7 separate regions of the Mus musculus genome follow, and regions 1, 2, 4, 5, 6 and 7 are each linked to region 3. A link is a contact called in public promoter capture Hi-C and targeted proximity ligation data. All regions are on one chromosome and are shown on one strand. The core of a region is the stretch at or near the end of the contact, and the rest is flanking DNA. Distances in the headings are between cores, read along the strand shown.

Region 1 (3,651 bases), core at 868-3,367, 1.0 Mb after region 3:
CATCTCCCCAGTGGGCATGCATACCTTTTTCATACCCTGCTAAAGTAGTCACCCCTCCAACCCCAGTACCACCTTCTCAACCCGCTCTAATTTATCTTTTATTTAGAGCACCTACCCATCTGGAACTTTCTTCTTGTTTATGTGCCCATCATTCCACAGACTGTAATCTATGTCAGCAGTTGGTTTTTGTTTTTTTGTTTTTTTCAAGACAGGGTTTCTCTGTGTAGCCCTGGCTGTCCTAGAACTCACTCTATAGACCAGGCTGGCCTCGAACTCAGAAATCCTCCTGCCTCTGCCTCCCAAGTGCTGGGATTAAAGGCGTGCGCCACCACTGCCCAGCCTATGTCAGCGTTTCTTTCTTCATCTCATTTCTGTCTCTTAGACCAATTAGATCACATTAAAGATTTATGTTGGCTATATTTTGTGATTGTAGAATTGGGCAACACCTCATTCCATGAGCCAAAGTGTGTCTTGATGCCTCGGAGGGGAGTCATTCCCTAGACAGGAAGCAGAAATAAAACAAAAGAGAAGGCCTGAGCATGTTTTCCTTGGGAGGCTAGGAGACAAAGAGGGAAGTGCAGAGATCTGACTGGTTGATAGGTCAGATTTCTCCAGTGTACTTTTCATAAGGACCAAGGCAGGCAGAACATAGTTACCATGCTTGCTGTGATTGGCAGGGCTAGGACATGTGGCCATTGCCTCTGTCTGTCCTGATTTCTTAGAAGGTTAGAAAGCTAGTTTTAATTTGCTACCATAGAACTCCATTATGACTGATACCATTTTAGTTTATTTACTTACTCTCAATGTGCCACCAGGCCTAGCCTATTTATTTATTTTACTGTGTGTGCTTGTGTGTGTGTGTGTGTGGGGGGGGTGTCTTGGGGACTGAACTCGGGTATCAGGCTTGGTAGCCGATCTGGTCCGGTCTTTAGTAGAGAAAACAAAAGAAGTTGGCAGGAGGCAGGGAACTGTTATTATAACAAAACACCTGAGGTAGGCTACTTTAAAGAAAAGAGGGTTCTCCTTGCTCAAATTTCTAGAAGCACAAGGTTCAAAGAGAATGACGTGGGCAATGTCTAGGGCCTCTTCCTTGCTGGTGTCACATTGCCATGGAAGTCAACTGGTTCATTTGTGCCTGTTCACTCTTTCTTTCCCTATATGAACTCCACCAGGATTCTTGTAATGTCTTATTCTAAAGATCCCACCTCTACATTCCACAGTTAAGCTAGATAGTAATGACACACACCTTTGATTTCAGCACTCAAAAGGCAGAGACAGGAAGATCTTTGAGTTTGAGGCCAGCCTTATCTGCAGACTGAGTTCCAGGACAGCCAGGGCTACACACACACACACACACACACACACACACACACACACACAAACCCAGTCTCAAAAAAACAAAAACAAAACCACAGAAAAACACCATAGTCGTGCTAACTTTCCACTCTTACTGTTTGGTTGCTTATTGAGACATGTTCTCTCTACACAGCTCTGACTGCCCTGGATTGGAGCTCACTATATAACCAGGTTGGACTTGTACTCCGAGATCTGCCTGCCTCTGAAGCCCAGTGCCTGTGTTTAAAGACTTCTGCAAACACACCCATCAAATTTCCATTCTTTTAAACGTACACATAAGACGCTGGGAACTAAATTCCCTTGAGTTTACAAAACAGACTATATTTAAAACGTAGCAGGCAACGAAGTCATTGGCTTGCCCATATTTCCAGAGCAAGAATTTAGGCAGTGTTAGTTTCTTTACTCATTTGTGCTTTATTTACAGGGTCACATTGTTTCTCAAAAGCCGGCCAAGGAACACAGGTCTCCGAATCATGCCTACAGACTCTCTAAGGCAGACTCTAGGAATCTGCACTTTTACAAGCTCCTGAAAAATCTGTCTTGCACACGACCATTTCAAAGACTAGTGTTCCCTAGGTGACAGCAGCTCCATCTAAAAAAAAAAAAAAAAAAAAGAGCCTTGGCGGTCCCCGCAGCCTCATGGGAAATGTAGTTTCTTCTCTCCTTCCCGCCTCAGGCCTCTTGGAGCGCTCGCCGGAAGAAGCCGAGCCAATGCGGAAACAGCCGAGTGTTTCGAGGCGGGCCTTTTCCTGCTCGGTTGCATGCTGGGAAAGGGCAGTTTCCGTTAGCTGCAGAAGGCTGAGGCGCGCCACCGGCCACCTCCCCACGTGAAGCAGTTGTGCGAGCATCGCCACGCTGGGCAGCTGTCTACCCGCGTCCGAGCGCTCCGGAAGCGGCGGGGGACCGGAAGTGGCCCGCGGAGGCTGCAGAGAACCGGGAACCCTCTGTGAGGCGACTGGCAGCAGCGCTACGACGGCGCCATGTCCCTGATCTGCTCGAGTGAGTGCTGGCTGCGGCGGGAGGCGGGAGCGTGTGTGGCCCCTGTGGCTCGGGCCCTGGAGCTCCCGGCCCTGCGTGCAGGGTGCATTTGCGCAGGGCTGCGCAATTCACGTAGCTGGGAAGAATGACTGTCTCAGGGGTCTTTTGAAACCGGCGTCGTTTTACAGAGCTGAGACAGGCCTGAGCAGAAGTGGGGGGGAGGAGCTGGTGCAGTGAAAAACAGCTCTTGGTGTCAAAAAACCCGAGGACATGCCCAGGATCCGCCTCCAATTGTGATCTGGGCTCTAGCGGGTTTGGGCCTCAGTTTCCCCATCTGCAAAATTGAAAGCATTGCAGTGGGCATTGCTTGGGAAACCTCGCTTAGGAATCGGACTTTCCGATTTGCAGAGATCACGCAGTGACTTCGAGACAGGGCTGGAAGCCAGGTGTCTGGCTTCTAGCCTCGCGCAGTATGACTAATGAAAACAGCGAATGTTTAGAAAACCTGTATTGATTTACGATGCATTTCCAAACGGTGATCTCATTTTATGCTTACAAGAATTGTCTGAAGGGAAATAAAGATCCGTGAGTTACAGAGGGTGTCGGAAGTCTTGAAGAATGGGTTTACCTAGGGGTGTGCGAGGAAGCTAAGCAGTGGAGCTTGGCTCTTTGAGCCTGGATCCATGGTTTTCCCGTGCACTATGCTGTCCTGTCTTGGGGTGTTGTATTACGGCATTGCGGGTGTTCTCCCATATTGTTTACCACGTTACTAGATTCCTCGCCTTCTCTATTTCCCTCTCAGAACGTTGCCATTAGTTCAAAGAAGGAAAAGGAGGAGGGAAATGACAAGCAGAAAAGGAAATCTCATACTAGAGAAATTGCAGTTTGCAAAGTATTTACAAACGATTTGTTTTCTTTCCATCTTTGAGACCACACTCTTACGTGCCCAGGGCTATCCTTCCTCTGGTAGAAGAGGGAAAGCTCCCAGAAAGCTTTAGTCGTCGAGTAGTGTGATAAACCAACAGAATAGGACAGGAAGGCCGTGTACAAGATACGGGTTTTAAATATGGCACAAATCCATACTTAATAACACATGCATGGGAGTCCTGCAAAAATAGGTGATTCTAAGAGAAGCCACGGAGAAGAATAGGAGCTTGAACCTTAGGATGGTGACTCACAACCTATGGGAGGCTGAATAGAATTGTGTGGTGAATAAGAGCTGTTTTGTGATGTGACAAGTCGCTATCTTAGAGCAGCTTTCAGAAGAGTCTGATGTGGAGGTAGCTTCCACTTGTCTGCTAAAGTGAACCAGTTGAC
Region 2 (3,662 bases), core at 1,061-3,560, 980 kb before region 3:
GAAAAAAACAAAAAAAGAAAAAAAAATTGGTTTGCAATGCTGGGAATTTGACCTATGGTCATGCCCTATATCAGCATTTAAAAAATCCTCCCATTGTTATGTTGAACTTGCTAGCAAAGAGCTGGAGTCTGATAGATTGCCTGAGTTGGGAGTCCAAAGCCATTCTAGACCACAGACCCTTTCAGATAAGGATTAAAAAAAAAAACAAAAACAAAAACAAAAAACCTTTCTGGGAATGGTGGAATAGTTCAAGGACATCCTGAGATCCTGAGACTTTTAAGTTGAAGGCTATTCTGGACTAAGTCTCAAAACTATTGTTGGGAAGATTGGAGAAAGGACAAGTAGTGGATACTTGGTTACAGGAAAAAAAGTTCTGAAATTTTGTTTTGTATGATAGGGTGACTAGATAATTCCTAAATGGTTTTTACAGAGCTAAATGAAAGGAGTTTTAAATGTTTTTATTATGATGTAACATTGAAACAGAAACATAGTTACTGGTAGGAACATAGTATTTTCTTTTGTGAGTTTTTTTTTATTGAATATATGTTGAAACTATTTATTGTTCAGCAAAGAGAAACAGTTTGTGTAATAGGACAGGGTTCCAGGTAGCCTAGGCTGACTATATTTCTTTTCTCCCTTTCCCTTTCTTCCTTTCTTTCTTTCTTTCTTTCTTTCTTTCTTTCTTTCTTTCTTTCTTTCTTTCTTTCTTTCTTCCTTTCTTCCTTTCTTCCTTTCTTCCTTTCTTCCTTTCTTCCTTTCTTCCTTTCTTCCTTTCTTCCTTTCTTCCTTTCTTTCTTTTTTGAGACAGGGTTTCTCTGTATAGCTCTGGCTGTCCTGGAACTCACTCTGTAGACCAAGCTAGAACTCTGAAATCTACCTGCCTCTGCCTCCCAAGTGCTGAGATTAAAGGCGTGTGCCACCATTGCCATGCTGACCATCTTGAGATATAGTGGAGTTTACCTCCACTTTCAATGTTGTCCAGGAATTGCGGACATGTACCACTACCCCAGGTTTTTTTGGTGATAGAAACTAGTGCACATGCTGGCCAGTGGTGGTGTATGCCCCTTAAATCCCAGCAGAGGTAGACAGATCTCTTGAGTTTGCCTAGCTAGCAAAGTGAGTTCCAGAACAGTCAGGGTGGTTAAATAGAGAAACTGAAACCTTGTTTTGGGCGGGGATGGGGGTTTGGGGGTAGGGGTGGGACAAAGAAAAACTGCATATTAGACAAGCTACTTCCTGGACTAAATATGTAAATTGTTACATATCCGTGAATAAAGTATCATTGTTGTAGTGTAGACTTGGTACCCACTTTTAGCTCTGTAGTCACTTGCTGAAGAGAGGTGACCCTGAAGAAACTACAGCTCGTGGAGCGGAAAATCTAGAAGGAACTTTTAAAAATTGTCCCATGGTAATGACATAATTTTGGCCTAAAATTGGAAGGCTGATGAGATGGTTCAACAGTTAGAGCACCAAACCTGAGGTCCCAAGGCTAAAACTCCAAAGTCCTCTGGTCCTCACGAACATGTGTAACTGTTTTCAAATCCTATTTTTAATGATGATTCTTAAACACTTTAACCTCCCTTGTAGTCCACCACCCACCAGAGGTTGTGGAAAATGAAAGATACGGGGGATGTGGACATGTTTAGAAAGATTCTTTGGAGTAGCTTTTGTCTGTTGTCTGGAAATCTGCAGTTCACTTCACAGGCTAGCAGTGGCAGCTTGATCCACTCAGACATTTCATGAATCTATCAGCAGTTCAGTTCGGTAGAGTAGGGATAGCGAACACGAAGCAGCGGTGGCACAACCTAACAGACAACCAGGACAATCAGCACAAAGCAGGAGGGACCAGCAGGAATGCCATTAGAAAACATTTACATCACAACTCCTAACGGCAAAATTACAGTTTTGAAGTAGCAACAAAATGAATTTTATGATGGGGAGGATGCCAAATCATGAGGAACTGTATTAGAGGGTCCCAGTATTAGGAAGATTGAGAATCACTGGAAACGACCTAGCCAAGCACCTGGTGCGTTTTAGATTTCACTCATTGGTTGAACAAGTAATGAACAACCGTTTCTTTAAGCAGCCAATGCTGAGGCTGAAGGATGGTTGAGTGAGTCTAGAAAACTCAGTGACAAGGGTGGAGCTTGTGCTCAATTGGGAGCTTCAAGATGATTATAGAGCTAGGCCACACAAGCTCTTGGTCAGCCTGCCACGACCGCTTGACCCAGCGGATATAGCGTCAACGCCCTGAATGGCCTACCAGGAGGCGGGACCGGAAGCTGCCTGTGGGAGGGACGCCACTAGCCGGAAGTGGTCCCAGGTGTCGCTCAGAGTCCCGCGTTCCCGGGAACTAGTAAGGGAGCCTGGGGAAGGCGGGGCGCGGCCCGGGCGGCCGGGGCGGGGCCGGCGGGAGGGCGGAGGGCCGGGCGGACCTGTCCCTGCCGGTCCCGGTGGACCCCGCCTGCCCCGGTGGCACCGGCCATGAAGCTGAAGCTGAAGAACGTGTTTCTTGCCTACTTCCTGGTGTCGATCGCCGGCCTCCTCTACGCTCTGGTGCAGCTCGGTGAGCGGGGCGGGGCGGGGCGGTGTGCGGAGGGCCGGCCCAAGGCGCTGGGGATGAGACCCGCAGACAGCGGCTTCCCGCTCGCTCAGCCCTCGGGACAGCCCTCGGTGACCCCTTGTGTAGAACTCTCGGCAGTCTGCAACTCCGCGGATACCGGTCAAGCCCCAAATGACCCCGCCGCCGCCAAGCAACCTATTTTCCACCCTCCCCTTGCTCTGCCTCTCAGACCGGCTTGCTGATAGGTTTTTGAGAACCCCCTGGTTCATTGTCCCCTCCAGCTTTTGACCAGCTGTGCTCTCCCCACCTCCAGGCCATCTATTTCTCATCCTGGTTTTAGGCCAGATGTCACATCAGGACTTCCCTGACCACCTTAGCTCAAGTAACCCTTATTAGTCTTGATCTCTTTTAATTTTCTAAGTGGCCCATATCACAATTTGTAATGACTTTATTAGTGTCTACCTCTTCCACTAAAGTAGCTAGGGAGTAGGGACTGCCCCCCCCTTTTATTCAATAAATATTTGTCGTGTAATGGAATCTGTGAACTTACTGACAAGTCAGTGGTCACGTGACCACGGAGCGCCTTGAATCCAGCCTTTTATGTGGGAGCTTGGTAAACGCTTTTCAGGTAGTGCCATTACAGGAGAGCCTCTAGTTCAGACTGTTATATTCCTTATGTGTGGAAGGTAAAATTAGGATCAGAAGGTAGAAAGGACAGAAAGGCTGACAGATAATCGTCGAAATGTACTAGTGAAAATAGTGGCAGGGCTGAGGGTGTAGCACAGTGGTAGAACACTCACAAGTGTAAGGCCCTGGGTTGGAGCCCCAGCAAAGAAAAATAGAGTGACAGATGGAACTGGTTAAAATTGAAGAGTTGAATGTTGTGGCACACCGTTTGGGAAACAGGTCAGTGGGTTAAAGGTCTGAGGTCAGTCAGCTTGGAGCCATTATAGCAAGACCTACCTTAAAACAGTAACACAGTAACAGTGAAAGGTGAAGAGTCTCTGACACCATTCTAAAAAAAAAAAAAAAAGCAAGTTACAAGGGAATTTCTGTATTGGCTAGGAATTAAAAAGAATTGGCCTGGGTTTTTGAACTA
Region 3 (3,576 bases), core at 916-3,415:
AAAAAGCTGGGAGCTTGGATATCTGCCGTACGACCTGACTATATAATCCTAACAAAGGTCCTACACTAAGTGGGAGGATTCTGATACTGTCATATCAGGGCCCCCGATAAGCAGTACCCCAAGTGGTAAACACATGAAAGATCAAGAGTGGGTGGCAGCTATGAGCACTAATATATCGGATCCCACCTTATATAAGGACAGGAAGTTCCCACCATGACTTACACTTTCAAAAGCAAGAAGCATGCATACACACTTCAGCCTCTCAGCTACAGAAAAAGGTCAGGGAAGAAAGGGCTATATTACTGATCCTCTTGGAACATAATGCCATCATATACTGTGGCCTCTAGGTTCTTCCTTGAAGTTCTTCAGCCTGATGTATGAGGCACACTACCCTTTTGCCCTTCAAACAAGTTCTGGCCTCTAGGAACTCTGTCTCCTGTTTTGTACAGCTTCTTCACTTAGCTTTCAGCTCCTTAAGGAGGATCAGACCTCCAATCCAAGCCAAGATCTCACACACAGATTCCAGCTATGTGCACAGCAAATGAGTGATTGTTTATGTTTGCCTACTGCTGGCCTCTACCCACTAACCTGCTCTCTGAGGGTAAGCCTTGTGCCTTCCTCAGCAACAAAAGAGTCTGGCACTTGTGGAATGAATTCATTCATCCATCAACTAATCCTAAAGGTTGTCTCACCATCACACACTGGGACACTCAGTGAGCAACTCAGTAGGCACATGTTAGAACAGGCCAAAACACACCCTGACCTAACGGCCAAAGGCAGCACTAACTGGGGCAAAACCGAATGGATAGGGGCACTGAGCCTTTAGGAAAAAGCATTAACTGTGCAGCCAGCTACTCATCAGCATGGCCTCTCCACTGAGTCTCCCTATCCCCCTGCACCAGAAAACAGCCCTAGCCAAGTCCAAGGCCTCATCAGTTCAAGGCCAGCAAAGAGAAGAGAAAACTGCACAAGGACTCCAAAGACTTGCAGAGGAGCTATAAGAAAGTAACAAATGGGAAATTTTACAAAATGTCTGCTCATGCTACAATCGGAGTGAGCGCTTCTTTCACCAAGTCCAATACCACACTTCTTCTTCCATGGGGAAATGTGCTTTCTAGCAAGCCCTCGCTGAAAAGTTAGAAAAGGTGACTCTGAGGAAAGGAGGAGGTGTAACAAGAATCAGACTCCTGGGTAACTTCACCTTCAGTCCACGAAATAAACAAACCCTACCATGGGAGAAGGAAGGTCACTTCCTCTCCACAAATACTATTTCTGTGCCATTCAGCAGATTAGCAATTGCCATCTCCTCTGGGGGTGCAGGAAATGAACTAAGCATTTCTCCCCACACACACCCCTCCAAGCAGGAAGATCGATCGCTAAAACTGCTCTTCCACTCAAGAGTCCTACTCCATGCCAAGAAACCTCTCAATTCCTTTTTGCCACATACTCCAAGATACCCATGCACATACAAATCTAGGTCAAAGTCACCAAGAAAATCGGAGGGCGGAGCCTGGATTTAAAATGTTTTTTAACCACTAGCCACAGGCCTCCAGGACAATAGTTTCAAGCTCAGAATGACACAATCCCAACGCTTGGCAGCAGGAAGCTGGAGGGAACTGCGCCGCTGACAAGAGCCTACGCTTGCGGGGATGACAAAATAAGTAGCAGGGCGGTCTCCGGAGCTGGGTCAGTTTTTAAATGCTGCTCAGCTGGGACGAAGCTGAGCAGCCGTTGCCATAAAAAGACTCAAGTCCGGGTTTACAGAGCAGCCCAGGCTCTGCACAGGTGTTAGGCCCGGCGTGCGGGGAAGAGGACTGACCATTCTCGGATCCCAGGACTCAAGTGCAGGGCCTCGAAGTTCATCTCCAAGCCTAGAACCATTGGAAGTGATCCCCACACCCATAAGCAACCCATAGGCGAAAGTGACTCCCCTGGCCCATCCTGGGAAGCGAAGAGGCCGGGACCAGTGGCCGAACACCGCGACCCTGCGACTCCCGACGCCCGTTCTCACTCACCCGGCGGCGCCGCGTCTTCCCGGACCACTCCTTTTCCAGTCCGCGGCTTCCGCAGATTAAGCTTCCCGCCACGCCGGACCGGCTGGACTCCCAGTACCGCGAGCTCGCCGCAGGCGAGGACCTACCGGGCGAAGAGCGCGGGCGAATCTACGATTTTCAAAATTGTGGCTCAACCAATTCCCCTTAAGTTTGTCTGGGCGGTTACAAAACTCCAAACCAATCACGTAACAGGACGCACGAGTCCGCTTATCTGCTGGCTGTTAGTGCTGTCAATCTGTGGGACTAGGAGGCGGGGAGAAGAACGTTGACGCTTTTAACACGCCCCAACTTCCGGAAGCTGCGGCAATCTACCCGGCGAGGAAGTGGTTGCGACGAATTACAAGTCCCTGCGTGCACTGCGAAGGCAGGCTTGGTTGGGGAGGATGCCTATTTATCTTCGAGCCAGCCGCTTGGTTCGTTTCAAGTCCGGAATGCTTCTGCGTTCGGAATGACAGCTCTGCTACTTTGCAGTAGTAAAAAGAAACACATTGCAAATCTCACAGAGCCTTCCCTCCAAGAGCAGTCAGGCATATAGTTACAGAATGTTTCCTTAGACCTCCGATTGTCACCCGGAAGTGTTTGCTAAGTACCCTCCAGATTGGACGCCACATACAACGGAGAATTTTTCTGGCCACATATAAAGGTAAAGTCTTGAGTTGAAGGTGTGTCACCACCACCTGTAAAATAAAACACCTCCACCTTCTTTATAGAATCATTCTCAGTAGCCAAGAGGTGGGCGAAACTACAAATGTCCCTGGACAGATTAAACAGAGGGGTTTTATTTATTTTTAAATTGTTTTTCCTTTTATTGAAAATAGATTTCTTTACTCACATACTATATCCTGATACAGTTCCCCTCCCTCTGCTCCTCCCAGTTCTAACCTCCCCTTCCATCTGTATCCACTCCCTTTCAAAACAGACTTCTAAGGGATAATAATAAACTAAGATGTAAAACATAAGATAATACAAAACCTATCATATCTGAATTGGATGAAACAAAGAAAAAAAGCCCCAAGAGAAGGCACAAAGACCAGAGACCCACTTGTTCGAACACTCGGGAATTCCATAAAAGCACTGGAAGCCATAACATATATGCAAGAACCTGATGCAGAGCTGTGCAAACTCTGTCTGGCTGTGAGTCTCTGTATTTGTTCCTATCTGCTTCAGGAGGAAGCTTCTCTGATGATGGCTGAGCAAGGCAATGATCTGAGTGTAGCAGAATGTCAATCACTAGGAGTCATTTTATTGCTATGTTCCTTTAGTAGAACAGTAGTATTTAGTTTAACCCTAGGTCCCTGAGCTATCTTGTCTCAGATTGTTGTTCACCCAAGCAGGATTCGATCTTGTGGAGTGGGCCTTAGGTCAAATCAGATATTGGTTGGTTACTGCCACAGGTTTGTGCCACTATTGCCCCAACATACCTTGCAGGCAGACACCATTGTAGGGTTTTGTTGATCCCACCTGTAATGGTTTGTATATTCTTGGTCTAGGGAGTGGCGCCATTTGGAGGTGTGACCTAGTT
Region 4 (3,501 bases), core at 197-2,696, 970 kb after region 3:
GTAATTCCCATGACTCTCCCTGAAGAGGTTTGGGGGATAAGGGGAGAGATCTGACTTTATGCCCTAGCTCTACTCCATGAAAGATGGGCCAGTCACCAGCATCTTGGAGCCTGGGTTTCCTTCCTCACTGGTACAAGGGGTGGGAGTATTTCATAACCCGGTGAGCAGGGGAGGGTTTTGGAAGCTTGGTGTAGATCATACTGGAAGTGAGATTGTTAGTGAGCCAAATGAAAAAGCTTTCCTTCCCTCACTGTGGAGGGGTTATTAGGACCCCCACTGGTTCTGCAGGGTTTGGAGCAGGTACCTAAAAGAAGTTCCAGAACCAGCTCTCTCAGCCCCACAGCTGAGCTGGGACGGCGGGGCTTTTCTCTAGAGTGCCCCCCCCCCGCGCGCGCGCCCGCGCACCAGTATCCCTAAGGGTAACAAGTGAGTGACTGTTGTTGGTCCTTAGGGTGGCTCCGGTCCACCTTCTAATTCAATGTTTCCATAATTACAAGATGCTCAGTAGCCTGACTCCCACGGACTTCCATGGTCTCCCATCACGGAGAATCCAGCCCTCTTGATGGGGGCAGAAAGGTAGAGACTACTTCGCCATCTCCCAATTCCCATAACATCTTCCACCTTTCAGCCCCAGCTTATGGCAGGCACGCGGTAGCTGCTGCCCCTTTCGTACTCAGTGATGGGTGCACCCACAAGGGCTCGGAAAGGCAAGGCTGGGACTCTCCCAGAAGACTCCAATGTTGGAGATCTCCTTGGAACAGGGAGAGAGAGGGGGAGAGAGAGAGGGGGAAAGGGAGAGAGGGGGGGGGGCAGAGGCATATCTCTCGGGTCTCAGGCAAAGAGCCTGTTTTGCATTCCTGTGACTAACCAGCGGGTTTCTGGGGACTAGAACTGCAGGTTAGGAAGAGGTGGTGCACGGGGAAGCAGGGCAGCCGGGTTAGATGTCGCGGCTGGAGAGGGGCTCGCAGAGGAGTTGGGACCGGGCTAGTGAAGATGGGAGTGAAAAGACTTTAGGAGCATCTAGGTGGTGCACAGAGAAGAAAGCCAAAGGGCTGTTGGCTGGGAACCGGTTTCCCAAGGTTAGACCTCTCCAGGGCATCGCTCTAGGTTTAGTTCTAGAGTCCAGTGGCTTGGGGGCATCAATGGCGCGTGGCCTCGGACGGACAGGGCCAGGTCGCCCCTCCCCACCCCTCCCTTCCCTCTGACCTCTCACGACTTCCAGGGCGAGAGCCACCAGGAGGCAGAACCAGGCACCGTAGGGCCCCCGAGGGGCCGCAGCCTTGCGTTCAGTCATCGAGGCGCACTCCTTCCCACCAAAGGAGGGTAACCGGCGCGCGGCTCAGGTGGCTGCAATCTGTCCCCACATCTCCCGCGCCCGCTCCGCGCCAGCCGCTGTGGCCAGCTAGTTCCCTGCGCCGCCGGCCCGCGGCTGCAGTTCCCAGACAATGGAGCAGGAGCAGTGGGGTGGGAGGGAACGCAGGCACATGGGCTGTCCCCTTCGCCCCGCCGGGTCCTAGTGCCCTGCGGATCCCAAAACCCAGAGCGTGGCCCCGTGCCTAGGGTGCCTAGGATTGGAATAAGGCAGCGTCCCTGGAGACTAAGCAGATTGATGTCCTCTGCCAGGAAGCACAAGGTGCGTTCTGGGATTCCTCGTGGAAGCCGATGATCAAGGAGAAAAACAAACAAAACCCGTTTCCTCTGCCTCATACCCTCCCCACAGGCATCTCACCTGTGAAGGCATCTAGAATTCAGGGACATAAGAGAACAGAGCTGCTGGGGCAGAAAAGGAGAGGCCAAACCAGGCCAGACCACCTTAGGCCATCCGTGGAGGCAGCTTGTCTCATGCCCAAACCTATCCCAGAAAGAGTCCCTAAGGATGAAGGGTGTAGGCTGGTCAACCCTTCTGAGGGAGTCCTGACTCCCAGTGCCACCTAGCCTTGCCCTCAGGTAGTGTTGGGAGAGGTCCAGATTTGGCATCTCCATGGCAACTTAAAGAGGAAAAAGAAACAGAAACGTGCCCGGGCCTTACACAAAAGAGCAGAACCACCTGGAGCCACATTGAGAACCTTATTCAGTAAATTCCTGAGTCTGGGAGGGAAGCCAGTTTTTCCAGGTTCCCCAAGCTAGCAATATAAGCACCCTGCAGGAAGGGGCAACTTCAGTCCCAACAGAGCTGCCAGATCTGCAAGCTTTCCAAGAGAGTGCATGCCTCCCTCCAGAGTCCTAGGGGGAAAGGTACCAGGTACATCCTGCCTTCCTGAGCCCTCCCTTCCTCCCAACAGATTTCTGCTAGAAGTCCAGAAGGAAGAGAGTTTGTCAGCAGAGACTTTTGAGTAAATACATTTTATTCAGAAGAAGATAATAAAATAGCATGCACTTTAAAACCACCAAGCGCTGATAAAAACATATCACTGCAGCCATGATTCCACATCAAACCTTCAGTAAGAATAGGCATTTAATCTTCACATCTTGTGCTGGACCTGGCATGGGTCATCTCCCTCCACCAGGGACCTAAAGGCCAAGGCCAAGGCCAAGAGTGAGCAAGTGGTGGAGAGGGGTTAGTGGCAGGCTCACTCCTAGCCCTGCAGAACAGATCAGGGCAAAGCCGTGCCCTTCCCAGCTACTGGGACACAACACTGACCAACGCTTGCTTCTGGATGGCAGAGAGTGGACAGGGGTAAAACTGCAAGACAGCAGGTCCTCCTGCCCTTTTCAAGGTCCCTGAAACCCTCAAGGGAGATTCGACAATCCCAGCAGGGCCGTTGCTTTGTTTGCTGGAGTGGGGATTCTGCAAGGGGCTCACTCTGACCACGAAGTAGCCACAGCACACTTTCCCACATTCAGTGTGGCAAGGGGCACCTGGAGGGTGCTGCTGACTCCTGCTAAGGCACTTGTAACAGAGCATAGATGCACAGGCCTCCAGGGACCCTTTCCTCCCCCTTCATCCTTATCTCCAATCTCCTACCCCTGCCCATTGCAGTGCAATGAGGAAGACAGAGAGGGCCGCAAGGGACTTGGGATGGTAGTGTGGCTGGGAGCAGGAAGAAAAGAGCTGGGGGGGGGGGGGGGGAGTGGTCAAACAGGAGCTTCAGCCTGGGCAGGCCTTGTGTAAGGAAGCAGCAGGTTAATCATCACGGAGATCAGCGGGCAGTGGTGCTGGCTGAGAGCAGAAGCCAGGGCTGAGGGCTCCAACCTGCCCTGGGGGAGGCAGGCTGGGAGCACAGAAGGGCAGGGAGCCATCACTTGACTGAGCACCGGCAGAGGACAGGTTCTCTCCTCTCAGCCAGGGGCTAGCGCAGGGGTAAAGGTGTGAAGGTTCCGGACACAAGGCAAGGAAAGGGCAAGGGGGCTGCAAGGAGGTCCGTGAGACCCAGAAGCAGCTCAGCTCTTTGGTACGGTGAGGGTGTCTCTTGGGGACGCCCTTGTCACTCTTCTTCCATGCTCCTGGGCATCTTGGCTGCTCGCCTCTGCCTCCCTCTAAGCTCTTCTATCTGGCGCTCC
Region 5 (3,660 bases), core at 106-2,605, 960 kb before region 3:
CGATTTCCACCTAGGGGATGTGGCTGGAGGCTGCAAACTGCTGAGGAACCGCTATGAGAGCAGAGACCGGGAGTGGGCTACCTATACCTGTGTGCTGGGCTTCCACGTCTATGGTGAGCCAGGATCTGGAATCCGTTAGGAGGGCTGGGGAAACAAGGAAGAACCCATTCTGCCCTCAGAATCCTGGGCGTGTGCCACCTCGGGGTGGGGGTCATAGTGGCAAATCCAGGCTAGGAGGCCCCTTGGGATTGTCTGGAGCGCAGTGGCAACCTGAAGACCTGAAACACTGCAACTCTAGGTTGTGGTAGCAGCCTGACTCAGGCCACCTGTTGTGTTAGGTGTGTGGCCTGATGGCTCTGATGGGACAGACATCAACTCCCTTTGCCGCTCCCACAATGAACGGGTGGTGGCTGTGGCAGACGACTTCTGCAAAGTACACCTCTTTCAGTACCCATGTGCTCGAGCCAAGGTGAGGCTTCAGGGGACCATTGGGCCCAGGTGGGTAGGTTTGGTACCCTGCCATTGCTGCAACCAGTTGTTTTTTTTTTTTTTTTCTCTCATCTAGGCGCCAAGTCGTATGTACTCAGGCCATGGCAGCCATGTGACTAGTGTCCGGTTCACGCACGACGACTCATACCTTGTCTCCTTAGGTGGCAAGGATGCTAGCATCTTTCAGTGGCGAGTGCTGGGGGCAGGGAGCTCTGGGCCCGCTCCTGCCACACCATCTAGAACGCCCTCTCTGTCCCCTGCCTCCTCCCTGGACGTGTGATTGATGCTGGATGGTCTTGTCCCTCTGGTACTGTGGTCTGGCCCCACCCTGGCCAAAACCCCTAGGACCAAGGACAGTCTTTTCCTGTGCTGGCTTTTTCTTTGACTTCATACATTCCCAATTGCGCATTTTTCTGGAGGGGCTAACCACCCCACTGCACACAAAATAACAACAGACTTGCTGGCTGAGCCAGGCAACCCAGCTCCGACACCCTCTGCTCGGTGAGGGGCAATAAAAAGAAAAAAGTAACTGCCTGGTGCTTTTGTGCGGCGGGTCCCCTCAGGGGCCCAGTTGTGTTAGGATGAAAGAAAAAAGTGCAGGGCGGGAAGAGAAAAGGGAGTTCAGACCAAATATGCAAATAACAGGCAAAGCGGCTTGCAAATAACCTCAAGAAGAGTGAGGGCGCGCGCGCGCCTTTCGACGCCACTGCCGGGGAGCTGCTAGGACCCATAGTGCAAAGAGTTAATTCCGGCTCCTCACCGCCCTCAGGGGCGGGGTCGAGCTGCAACGGAAATAACCGAGCGCGAGGCCGCGGCTGAGCGAAAGGAGCCGAGTTCCTTCCGGAAGTGGCCGATCTGCGGGGTCTTGCTCTCCGACCTGAGCCGAGCGCTGGGCCTTGTTCTCCGGATCGGCCGAAGGTGTTCCGGAAGGAGGCGAACCCGGACGCGGGCAGGGCAAACCTTGCCAGCGGTTGGCACCGCACGACGTCTGCTGGGACTCGGTGAGGACGCTAGGAGCTGGAACCTCACTCCGGTCAGGCAGGAATCGAGCTCGTTCCGGAAGAAGCCGAGTAGACCGGAGCTGGCCTCGGTGTCCCGGCGTGAGGCTATAGCAGTGTCGTCGTCGCGCGGGCAGTGATGAGCCGCGGCGGCTGAGCGAGCAGAGGTGCCGGCTGCTCGGGCCCCATCGACACTTCCGCGAAGCGTCAGCCACGCGCTGGGGGCTTCGTCTGGAGCTGAGCTTTGCCCCCGCGAGCCTCCGGGACCTCTTTGTGTGGCCGGAGGCGGCGGCGGGAACGGCCATGGCGGCTAACATGTACCGGGTGGGAGGTGAGTACCCTGAGCGGAAGAGGCTGAGGCCGGGATCAGGGAGACTCGGTGTCCGCAGGCGCGGGGGAGCCACATCTGGGGTCGTGTGGGCCGCGGCACCGACCGGAACCGGAATCAAGAGCCATGGTTCCGCGGCGGCGACGCTATCGGGCGCAGAGTCTACCGCAGAGGCTTACCTGCAGCCGTAACGGTGCTCTTGAGACCTGTGACTGGATCGCCGGGCTGGAAGTGGCCTTGGCTTTGGAAGGGGCCCGAGTGACCCACCGTCCGGCCAGCCGCGCTAGGGGCTAGGCGCGCAGGGGTTTTCTTTTCTGTGGCGGCTTGTGCGTTCGCGAAGGTGGGGCCTGAACAGTTTACTCAATTCTCCTATACAAGGATGCAACTTGAGTGCAAAGTTGTATGGACTCCAGGGAAATTCTTGTTCTTGTTTCTTAAGTCTCACTTTTGAGTGAAGATCTGACTTTAGAACTGGGTGTTGCAGGGGTAGGGGGTAAAAACTCATTTCCTTTTTCTTCTTTTTTCCTTGTTTCTTTTTAGACAAGGTTTATTCTCTGTGTAGTCTTGGCTGTCCTGGGACTCATACTGTAGACCAGGCTGTCCTCGAACTCAGAGATCCGCCTGCCTCTGCCTCCTGACTGCTGGAATTAAAGGTGTGTGACACCACTGCCTGGCAAAGTATTTCCATAATATCTCTTTTCCTTCCTTCCTTTTTTTTTTTTTTTTTTTTCTTTTTTTCTCTCTTCTCTTCCCCCACCCCCCATTTCCTTTTTGAGGCAGGTTTCCCCCTTGTTTCTTTTGAGACAAGGTTTCTCTGTGTAACCCTGGCTGTCCTGGAACTTGAGCTGTAGACTTGGCTGGCTTTGAACCAAGAGCCTGCTTTGGTCTCCCAGACTGCTGGGATTAAACGCATATGCCACCACTGTCCAGCTAATGACTAGTACTTATTTTCTTAACTCTCTCCTCTTGCTCATCTCCACTTCATCTCTATCTAGAATTTTGTCTCATTTTGGTCCACACAGAGCGACTTTTTCATCTGGGTGCCCTCTCCTCTGATCCTCTTGTTTCTTCCCCACCTCCTACAGATTACGTCTATTTTGAGAACTCCTCCAGCAATCCTTACCTGGTTAGACGGATTGAGGAGCTCAATAAGGTGAGTGGAGTTGGTTTTTTTTTTTTTTAATGATACAGGGTCTCTCTATTATGTAACCTTGGCTGCCTGGAACTTGCTGTGTAGACCAGGCTGATCTTAAACTCATGGAGACCCTTTTCATTGGTTCTGAAATTATCTTTGAGTATTAAGTCTTTACTGCTAAGTTTTTCTAGCTCTTCTACTTAGACCCTTAAGGAGATATTGCTTTTGACTCTGCGCACTTCCACTCCCCCACCTCCCCCCAGCACCTCCACTTTCTTTTGTTGTTGTTGTTGTTTTGTTTTGTTTTGAGACAGGGTTTCTCTGTGTAGCCCTGGCTGTCCTGGAACTCATTTTGTAGACCAGGCTGGCCTTGAACTCAGAAATCCGTCTGCCTCTGCCTCCCGAGTACTGGGATTAAAGGCGTGCACCACCACACCCGGCATGCATCTCCACTTTCAAATGGCCAATTTTCCTTCTCGGTTTTTCTCCCTCCTTTAGACTGCAAATGGAAATGTGGAAGCAAAGGTTGTCTGTCTTTTCCGGCGAAGGGATATTTCTAGTAGCCTCAACAGCTTGGCTGACAGTAATGCTCGTGAGTGTCTTCATTCCTTACCCATCTCCCTTCCCCAGGATCTGAGGACTAGACATGTTCCTGCAGGTGTTTCCCCTGGCAGCATGCCCAAGGGAGGGTGTGAGTTTGGGGGGGGGTG
Region 6 (3,173 bases), core at 147-2,646, 850 kb before region 3:
TGGGAGGCAGTGGCAGGCGAATTTCTGAGTTCAAGGCCAGCCTGGTCTACAGAGTGAGTTCCAGGACAGCCAGGGCTATACAGAGAAACCCTGTCTCGAAAAACCAAAAAAAAAAAAAGAAGATCCCGGAGAAGGCAGTGTTGTGTCCATCTTACAGATCAGGAGAGTAAAGTCTGGGGGATTTAGTAACTGGCTGACATTAAACACTTCATTTATTTTTGTAATCAGGGTCTCATCTATTCCAGGTTGTGCTAGACCTCACTGTGTGACTAAGTCTGGGAATTACAGGTTCTGTTCAGAAAATGACACAAGCAATAAAGTGGTTCTTCTTTTTTTTTTAGCTGCTTTTTTTTTTTTTTTCCTTTCCCCAAGACAGGGTTTCTCTGTGTAGCCCTGGCTGTCCTGGAAGTCACTCTGTAGACCAGGCTGGTCTTGAACTCAGAAATCCGCCTGCCACTGCCTCCCAAGTGCTGGGATTAAAGGCGTGTGCCACCACTGCCTGGCGAATAAGTGGTTCTTACACATATGATGCATAAAAACTACCAGGGGGCTTGTGAAAAATATGGTGTTGTACCCCAACTCCCAAGGCTCTGATTTCCTCATAGCTTTAAAGAATTGAAGTAGAATGTACTTAACAAAAATTTCCAGTTTTAGTACCGATTTTCGAGACATGGTCTCTTGTAGTCCCCGGCTGGTCTCAGCTTGCTAGGTAGCCAGTATGACCTTGAACGTCAGAATCTCCTGTTCACTTCTACTTCCTATGGACTATTGAGGTTATAAGCATGTGCCATCATGGCTGTTTGGCACTGGGGAATCAAAGCCAGGGCCTCATGCATGCTAAGTAAGCACTCTATCAGGTAAGTTACACACACACATACACACACACACACACACACACACACACACACACACACACACACACCACATGTTTTAACCATTAAGTGTGCAGTGCTCTAGTTTAAATAAGCTCACATTCTGTACTGCTATCCATCTTTAGAACCTTTCCCCCTTTTCCTGCTAAAACTCAGACCCCTTGAACATCCCTGTTGAACACCACCTTCCCAGCCCCCCTGCCTGAGCCCCTGCAACCACCATTCTGTCCCTACATAGCTAACTATTTGAGTAACCTCAGAAGGTAAATTCAGAGTTTGCCTTTGTGTCTGGTTTATTTCACTGTCCGAGTATTTTAAACAAGGGCTTCTGGTCATCCTCATGCCAGGGTCTGGATCATTCTTTGAGAAATTATGGTAGCGGGTGGGAAGAGCGGGAGAGGAAGTGTGGTCCTGGCATAGGCATCAAGGGAGGGCTGAATTCATGCGGTTCTTGAGGGCTGGTATGAGTCAGAGCAGGCAGGAGGCAGGCCAACAGCCACAGAGAGGCCCTTGACAGGGTGGGGGAGGAGAGGCGGCTGGTGGCTGGTAGTTATTACTTAGAAGCAGCGAGGTTGATCTGTTATTATTTAGAGGGTGGTGGAGTTCAAAGTGGAGAGATATGAATGGTAGCTCACAAGATGGGGTAATGGAGATCCTAGAGGAGGATGGGGTTTGTGGTACCCAGGGAGGGCAACCAAAGTGGAGGTGCCTGGAGAACAGGGGCCTTACGGGGCAGTAGGAGGACAGTGTGGGAAGCTGGCCTAGGTGAGTCGGGTCAGAATGTGAAGTGAAAGCCTGCAGGGGAAGTATTTGAATAGGGCTGTATCCTCACTCTCCTCGCTGCTGTGGCAAATTCCTTGCAAAGGATACAAGGAAGGAAGAGCTTATTTTGGTTCACAGTTCTAGGCACAGTGATAGAGAAGTCATGGTGGCAGGCTATTGAGGCAGCTAGCCACATCGCATCCACACACAGATGGCATGGACTCACATCTATAATCCCAGCATCTGAGAGGTTGAAACGGGCCTTGCATGAGAGCCAGGCTAGCCTGGAGTTATAGGCTCTAATAAACAGACAGACATAGACAAGGAGGCATGGATCTGTAATACCAGAATTTGGGGGTTAGAGGCAGAAGGATCAAGAATTTGAAGTCAAATCTTTAACTATCAGAGAAATTTAAGTTAAAATCCCTTTTAGATCTCATCACGTACCAGTCAGAGTGGCTGTCATGAAGCAAACAAATGACAAGTGGGGGTGTGAAGAAAGGGAAAACTCTGTTTACTGCAATTGGGGGATGCAAAGTTGTGCAGCTATTGTGGAGATAGCACAATATTCTAAATCAACGAACAACCTAAAAATAAAACCACCAAATGACCCAGCTGCACTACTCCCTGGCATTTATTCAAAAGACTCTTAGTCAATATATCCCAATATCTACAGGCACATCGCTGTTCACTGCTGAGCTATCCACAATAGCCAGAAGATGGAAGGAGACTAGCTGCTAATTAACATATTAGTGGATAAAAGAAATGCAGTTTTATGTAGCCATAATGAAAAAAATGAAATTGTGACACTTGTAGGAAAAAACTGGAACTTGATAGCACGATGTTAAGCTAAATAAACCATGCATAGAACTAAAAAAAAAAAAAAAGAAAAGAAAAGAAAAAAAAGAATAAAAAGAATTTGAAGTCATCTTTGGGTACATGGTGAACTTCAGATTAGCCTAGTCTATATGAGACCTTGTCTCAAAATAAGAATAAGAATGAAAAGACAAAAACAAAACCAAAAAATGTGGGAGAGGTTCAGTGTGGGTGAGTGAGCTCCTGGCACTTGATTTTTGTTTTTATTTTTTGAGACAGGGCCCCACTATGTGAGCCCTGTCTATCTTCAAAAATGTGATCTTTGTACTTTGACCTCCTGAATGGTGGAATTATGGGTGTATGTGTGGATGCATGCCTGTGTACGTGTAACAGTATGTATGCATACATGCACACATGCACTTGTGTTTATATAGGTACACACATATGCTTGTGTATGTATACACATACAAAACACTCATATATACACAGAGGTTTACAAATGCATGTTTGTATGCATACACATGTATGTGGACTCACATCCATGTAAATGTGTGTATGAGAAGTGGGCTGTGGGAGGCTAGGATCCTACTGCAGCTGTCAGGGGTCAGAGCCAGCATCATGGAAATCATGGTTAAAATGATCTCAGCCTCAGTCTTAGACTAAAGTGGTTCAGGCAAATGGAAGTTACATAGTTAATAGTAAAAATGATATTGATTCTGTCGG
Region 7 (3,257 bases), core at 591-3,090, 910 kb before region 3:
AGGACTGTGGGCTAGGGGATGACTTGTTCAGGTAGTTGCCACCAAACCTCATGACCTCTTTGATCCCAGTGGAAAGAGAGAAGAGACCCTCACAAGTCCCATGGCCTCCACATGATCATGCACACTAAGTAAAAGGAAAAAAAAAACATGACTGGCTCTTGAGTTTTATTTTTTGAAATGTGTTTTGGCCTGATCCTCACTTGGTATCTCTGGGTGGCCTGGAACTTACTGAGTTCACCGTAGGGAGTGTGCTGGGAAGGGAGTAGATTTGGAGGGGGGGGGCTGTTAAGCCAATTGACAGTGTGTTTGTGATGTCTAGTGGGTTTGAGGAGGGGCAGAGAAAGAGAGAGAGAGAGAGAGAGAGAGAGAGAGAGGAATGTTAGTAGCCAAGTCTCTGCTTTGCCTGTCTTTACATGTCCATGCCTGTCTGAATTTCTACCTACATTTCTCTCCACCCTGGTGTGTCCATTACATCTGTGTCTGTTCTCTGTCACTCCCTTCTGTTGTCTCCCTCCCCCCATCGCCTGTACCCTGTGTGGTAACTGGACCTGGACACAGCCCCCAGGGCTGGCAGCAGACTTGGCTGATATTTTTAGCCTGCAAACATGTTTGCCATTTCAGAGGACAGGGCAGGGCTGGTCTCAGCCCCAGCCCACTCATGATCTTGGAGCGAAGGTGCTCCTGCCTCAGGCCAAGGTCTCAGTTCTCCAGCTTGAGGCCTCTTGGGGCATTTGGGAAGGAAGGGAAACTGGAGTGGGCAGCTGGGTAGCCACCTGCCAGAGAGGGTAGAACTCAATAGGGAAGGAGAAAAAGGGAGGTGCGGAGGGGGGATGCAGCCAGAACATCTCTGCAACCCCATCATTAAGCATTTAATAAAATCCACATAGAGTTAGAAGTGGCTGTGGGAAATGGCTGTAAATTGGGGAGCGGAGCAACTTGCAAATGGAAATATGGGGGAGGAGCTGTGAGAGGCGCAGAAGGCCTGGGAATGCAAAGAAAGTGCTGGATCTTGGGTTCCTCAAGCTTACTGGGGCATAGTGGTTCATGCCTTTAGTCCCAGGGTGGCAGAGGCAGGGGAATCTGTAAGGCTGTCAGTTCTAGCCAGTTCTGTGATGGCCGGGCTACACAGTCTGTGCTCCCTCCCCCAAATAAAATACCCAAAAGGCATGGGGGACAGAGTTTACAGGAGAGAGTGAGTTGTTCCATGGTGCGTCCAACAGCTGCAGGCCTGACTGGTGTCGCTGCAATGAAGAACAGCACCGTGGTGTGGTGCATAGGTGACTCCATTCCTAGGGGTCGGATCTAAGTCTTAGAGTCAGTGTGTTTTGTAGAAGAGGAGAGAGCCTGAAGGCGAGGAACGGGGCGAGGCTGCAAGAAGCCTGGGAACTGGGAGAGGAGGCTGGGGCCTGGGATTAATGTATCTGAGCTTGAGAGAAAGCTCAAAGGTCTGTGTGGAGGCTGGAGGTCGAGGTTGAATCATCTGAGCTTCTTGGCTCTTCTGCAGACTAGGTTGACTCTGGATTCCGACTGTGAATCTGTGCCCCTGCGTGCTTCCAGGAATTTCTTGCCGGTGAACACACACACACTGTTTAAAATGGGGTGGGAAGATCCAGAGCCGGGACAGGAGCAATAGATGGGATAGGGGAGGGGAAAAGGCGACGCCTCCTCGTCCCTGAGCCCCCTCAACCTTCTCCCTTCACCGGCCCATTCCAGGGTGGCTTCAGTGTTAGTCGTGCTCTCGGGTCCTTGCCCTATTCGGGCCCCGCCCGGCCCCGCCCTCTCCCCACAGCTCCGGGCAGACCCGCCCGAGTTACAAGAGCCGCCTCCGCGCACGGGGGCCCGGCCACTTGGAGCAGCTCTGCCGCGGGGACTGCACTGTCCGCCCTGCCAGACCCGCCCCGACTGGGGCTCGCCGTCGCCAGCAGTCAGCACTGCGACCTCGGGCCCTTCGCCGGCTATGGCTGCGTCCTGGGGCTGAGCCCGCAGGTAGGGAAGCGGAGCGCTGGGCGGTAAGGTGTGGGGCCAGGGTTCGGGCGACCAGGGGAGAGAGGGACTCGGACAAGGTGCATTTGCGGTAGTGTCACTACGAGGGTTCCGACTGTTGGGAGCAAACCTGGCCGCTTGCGGCCGCCGGGGCAGGCGACGCGTCACGCTTCGGGAGTAAAGCTCTTTCTCCGGAGTTGGGGCCAAGTTTAACTAAGTTAGAAAATCGCTTCGAAGTGTGCTTTGCTGCGCTTTTAGTTTTTTCCCGCGGATGTATTGTCGTTCCAACTGCAGTGCAGGGCGTTCCTGATCTGGTGGTCCCTGACCGATTCCATCTCTTTGGGGCGGCGGCTCAGAGCGCTACTTGGTTCCTATACCATGTTTACTGGAGAAGTTTCCAAGAGCCCCATCGCCCCTCCCGCGCCCCTGCACCGCGTGCCCCCTCTGCTGTCTTTCGCGGCTCCCCACACCTCCATCTCGAACTTCGCGTCCGGATTCCCCTCGGCCCCACCCTGCTCTGTACCACCAGCCTCTCCCTTTCTGGCTCCTAGCGGCGACTTTAACAGCTCCCCTTCAACTGCCCCGCCCTAGTCTTGCCCCTCTGTGTTTCCAGATCCAGAAAACTCCCTTCTTTCTCCAGGGCGTCGGAGCCTGGAAGTTTGCAGCGTGCCTCCCTGTGGGATGGGTGGGAGTGGGAGGGGGGGTGGGGGACATAATTAGGGAGATTCCTGCGCTGGGTGGGCGGGGAGGGGGCTGTGCAATCGACACAGTCCCCAGAACCTCCCTTGCTCCTTCTAGGGGCGGTGCTTTCTCCCCACCCCACCCCACTCCCAAACTCGTCCGGGCGGGATGGCCCCCGCCCCAGCGCCTGGCTGGATTCCAGCAGCCTGAGGAATGTAGTGGTTGGAGCCGGTGACTAATTCAAACCAGAATTCGGGGGTGGGGGTGGGGGTGAGGGGCAAAGCGGAGGGGGAAAGAGGCCGTGTGTAGGCGGTGGGGGCCGGAGCGCAGGGCGTAGGTGAAGGACTTCCCTGCTCTCCTTTGGAACCCTTCACTTTTGCAGTGCGCGCCAGCGGAGAGGGCGGGGGGCAAGATCCTACTGTGGGGTTGGAAAGGCAACATGCTTAGGGTGTGTGCAGAGAGCTGTGTTATGTAAGGCTTTCCCATGCAGGGAGGGGATGTGCAGTGTGCGGGAGCCTGGGCCTCCTCTGGCTGGAGCCCCTTTCAGTGCCGAGGCAGATTTGGGGGACGCAGAACCTTGGTGGCGTTGGGTT

The links. Promoter capture Hi-C pulls out the DNA fragments that hold promoters and counts their contacts.
Region 1: a promoter capture Hi-C map of liver shows a contact between it and region 3, with 3 times the contacts expected there. A contact is called at or near these places in 5 of 39 promoter capture datasets (the 3T3-L1 cell line, hippocampal neurons, liver and 1 more) and 1 of 130 datasets of targeted methods (pancreatic cancer cells).
Region 2: a contact with region 3 is called in a promoter capture Hi-C map of second pharyngeal arch cranial neural crest, with 6 times the contacts expected there. A contact is called at or near these places in 11 of 39 promoter capture datasets (the C10 cell line, the SN4741 cell line, cranial neural crest and 6 more), 1 of 484 Hi-C or Micro-C datasets (embryonic stem cells), 11 of 130 datasets of targeted methods (astrocytes, bone marrow-derived macrophages, embryonic stem cells and 6 more) and 1 of 9 other capture datasets (macrophages).
Region 4: a promoter capture Hi-C map of liver shows a contact between it and region 3, with 3 times the contacts expected there. A contact is called at or near these places in 4 of 39 promoter capture datasets (the 3T3-L1 cell line, liver and pre-B cells) and 1 of 130 datasets of targeted methods (pancreatic cancer cells).
Region 5: a targeted proximity ligation map of embryonic stem cells shows a contact between it and region 3, with 6 times the contacts expected there. A contact is called at or near these places in 13 of 39 promoter capture datasets (3T3-L1-derived adipocytes, the C10 cell line, cranial neural crest and 6 more), 15 of 130 datasets of targeted methods (acute myeloid leukemia, astrocytes, differentiating embryonic stem cells and 7 more) and 1 of 9 other capture datasets (embryonic stem cells).
Region 6: a contact with region 3 is called in a targeted proximity ligation map of astrocytes, with 3 times the contacts expected there. A contact is called at or near these places in 3 of 39 promoter capture datasets (cranial neural crest and embryonic stem cells) and 6 of 130 datasets of targeted methods (astrocytes, effector CD8 T cells, large pre-B cells and 3 more).
Region 7: a targeted proximity ligation map of pancreatic cancer cells shows a contact between it and region 3. A contact is called at or near these places in 10 of 39 promoter capture datasets (the 3T3-L1 cell line, the C10 cell line, the HPC-7 cell line and 6 more), 1 of 484 Hi-C or Micro-C datasets (embryonic stem cells), 14 of 130 datasets of targeted methods (the NIH/3T3 cell line, the SCID.adh cell line, astrocytes and 10 more) and 1 of 9 other capture datasets (embryonic stem cells).

Annotation. Positions count from the first base shown.
Region 1 is chr19:10,893,114-10,896,764 of GRCm38.p6, forward strand. Prpf19 (pre-mRNA processing factor 19) reads left to right here and starts at 2,118. Exons shown (of 16, transcript NM_134129.4): 1 at 2,118-2,355. The coding sequence starts at 2,337.
Region 2 is chr19:8,918,083-8,921,744 of GRCm38.p6, forward strand. It overlaps B3gat3 (beta-1,3-glucuronyltransferase 3 (glucuronosyltransferase I)), which reads left to right and starts at 2,311. Exons shown (of 5, transcript NM_024256.2): 1 at 2,311-2,566. The coding sequence starts at 2,485. It overlaps Gm36629 (a long non-coding RNA gene), which reads right to left. Exons shown (of 3, transcript XR_003952913.1): 2 at 3,527-3,578; 3 at 517-3,235.
Region 3 is chr19:9,897,324-9,900,899 of GRCm38.p6, forward strand. Incenp (inner centromere protein) reads right to left here and starts at 2,166. Exons shown (of 19, transcript NM_001369356.1): 1 at 2,016-2,166. It overlaps Gm50340 (predicted gene, 50340), which reads left to right and starts at 2,355. Exons shown (of 3, transcript NR_168101.1): 1 at 2,355-2,697; 2 at 3,545-3,576.
Region 4 is chr19:10,868,333-10,871,833 of GRCm38.p6, forward strand. Tmem132a (transmembrane protein 132A) reads right to left here and starts at 1,447. Exons shown (of 11, transcript NM_133804.2): 1 at 1,207-1,447. The coding sequence starts at 1,294. Tmem109 (transmembrane protein 109) reads right to left here. Exons shown (of 4, transcript NM_134142.1): 4 at 2,328-3,501. The coding sequence ends at 3,426.
Region 5 is chr19:8,940,565-8,944,224 of GRCm38.p6, forward strand. It overlaps Mta2 (metastasis-associated gene family, member 2), which reads left to right and starts at 1,356. Exons shown (of 18, transcript NM_011842.3): 1 at 1,356-1,818; 2 at 2,901-2,968; 3 at 3,449-3,542. The coding sequence starts at 1,791. Eml3 (echinoderm microtubule associated protein like 3) reads left to right here. Exons shown (of 22, transcript NM_144872.1): 20 at 15-113; 21 at 339-469; 22 at 566-1,018. The coding sequence ends at 769. It overlaps Gm10353 (predicted gene 10353), which reads right to left and starts at 1,826. Exons shown (of 4, transcript NR_165499.1): 1 at 88-1,826.
Region 6 is chr19:9,051,880-9,055,052 of GRCm38.p6, forward strand. It overlaps a transcript of Ahnak not described here. Among named protein-coding and RNA genes, the nearest start is that of Scgb1a1, 34 kb to the right of the region's middle.
Region 7 is chr19:8,987,444-8,990,700 of GRCm38.p6, forward strand. Ahnak (AHNAK nucleoprotein (desmoyokin)) reads left to right here and starts at 1,841. Exons shown (of 5, transcript NM_009643.2): 1 at 1,841-1,986.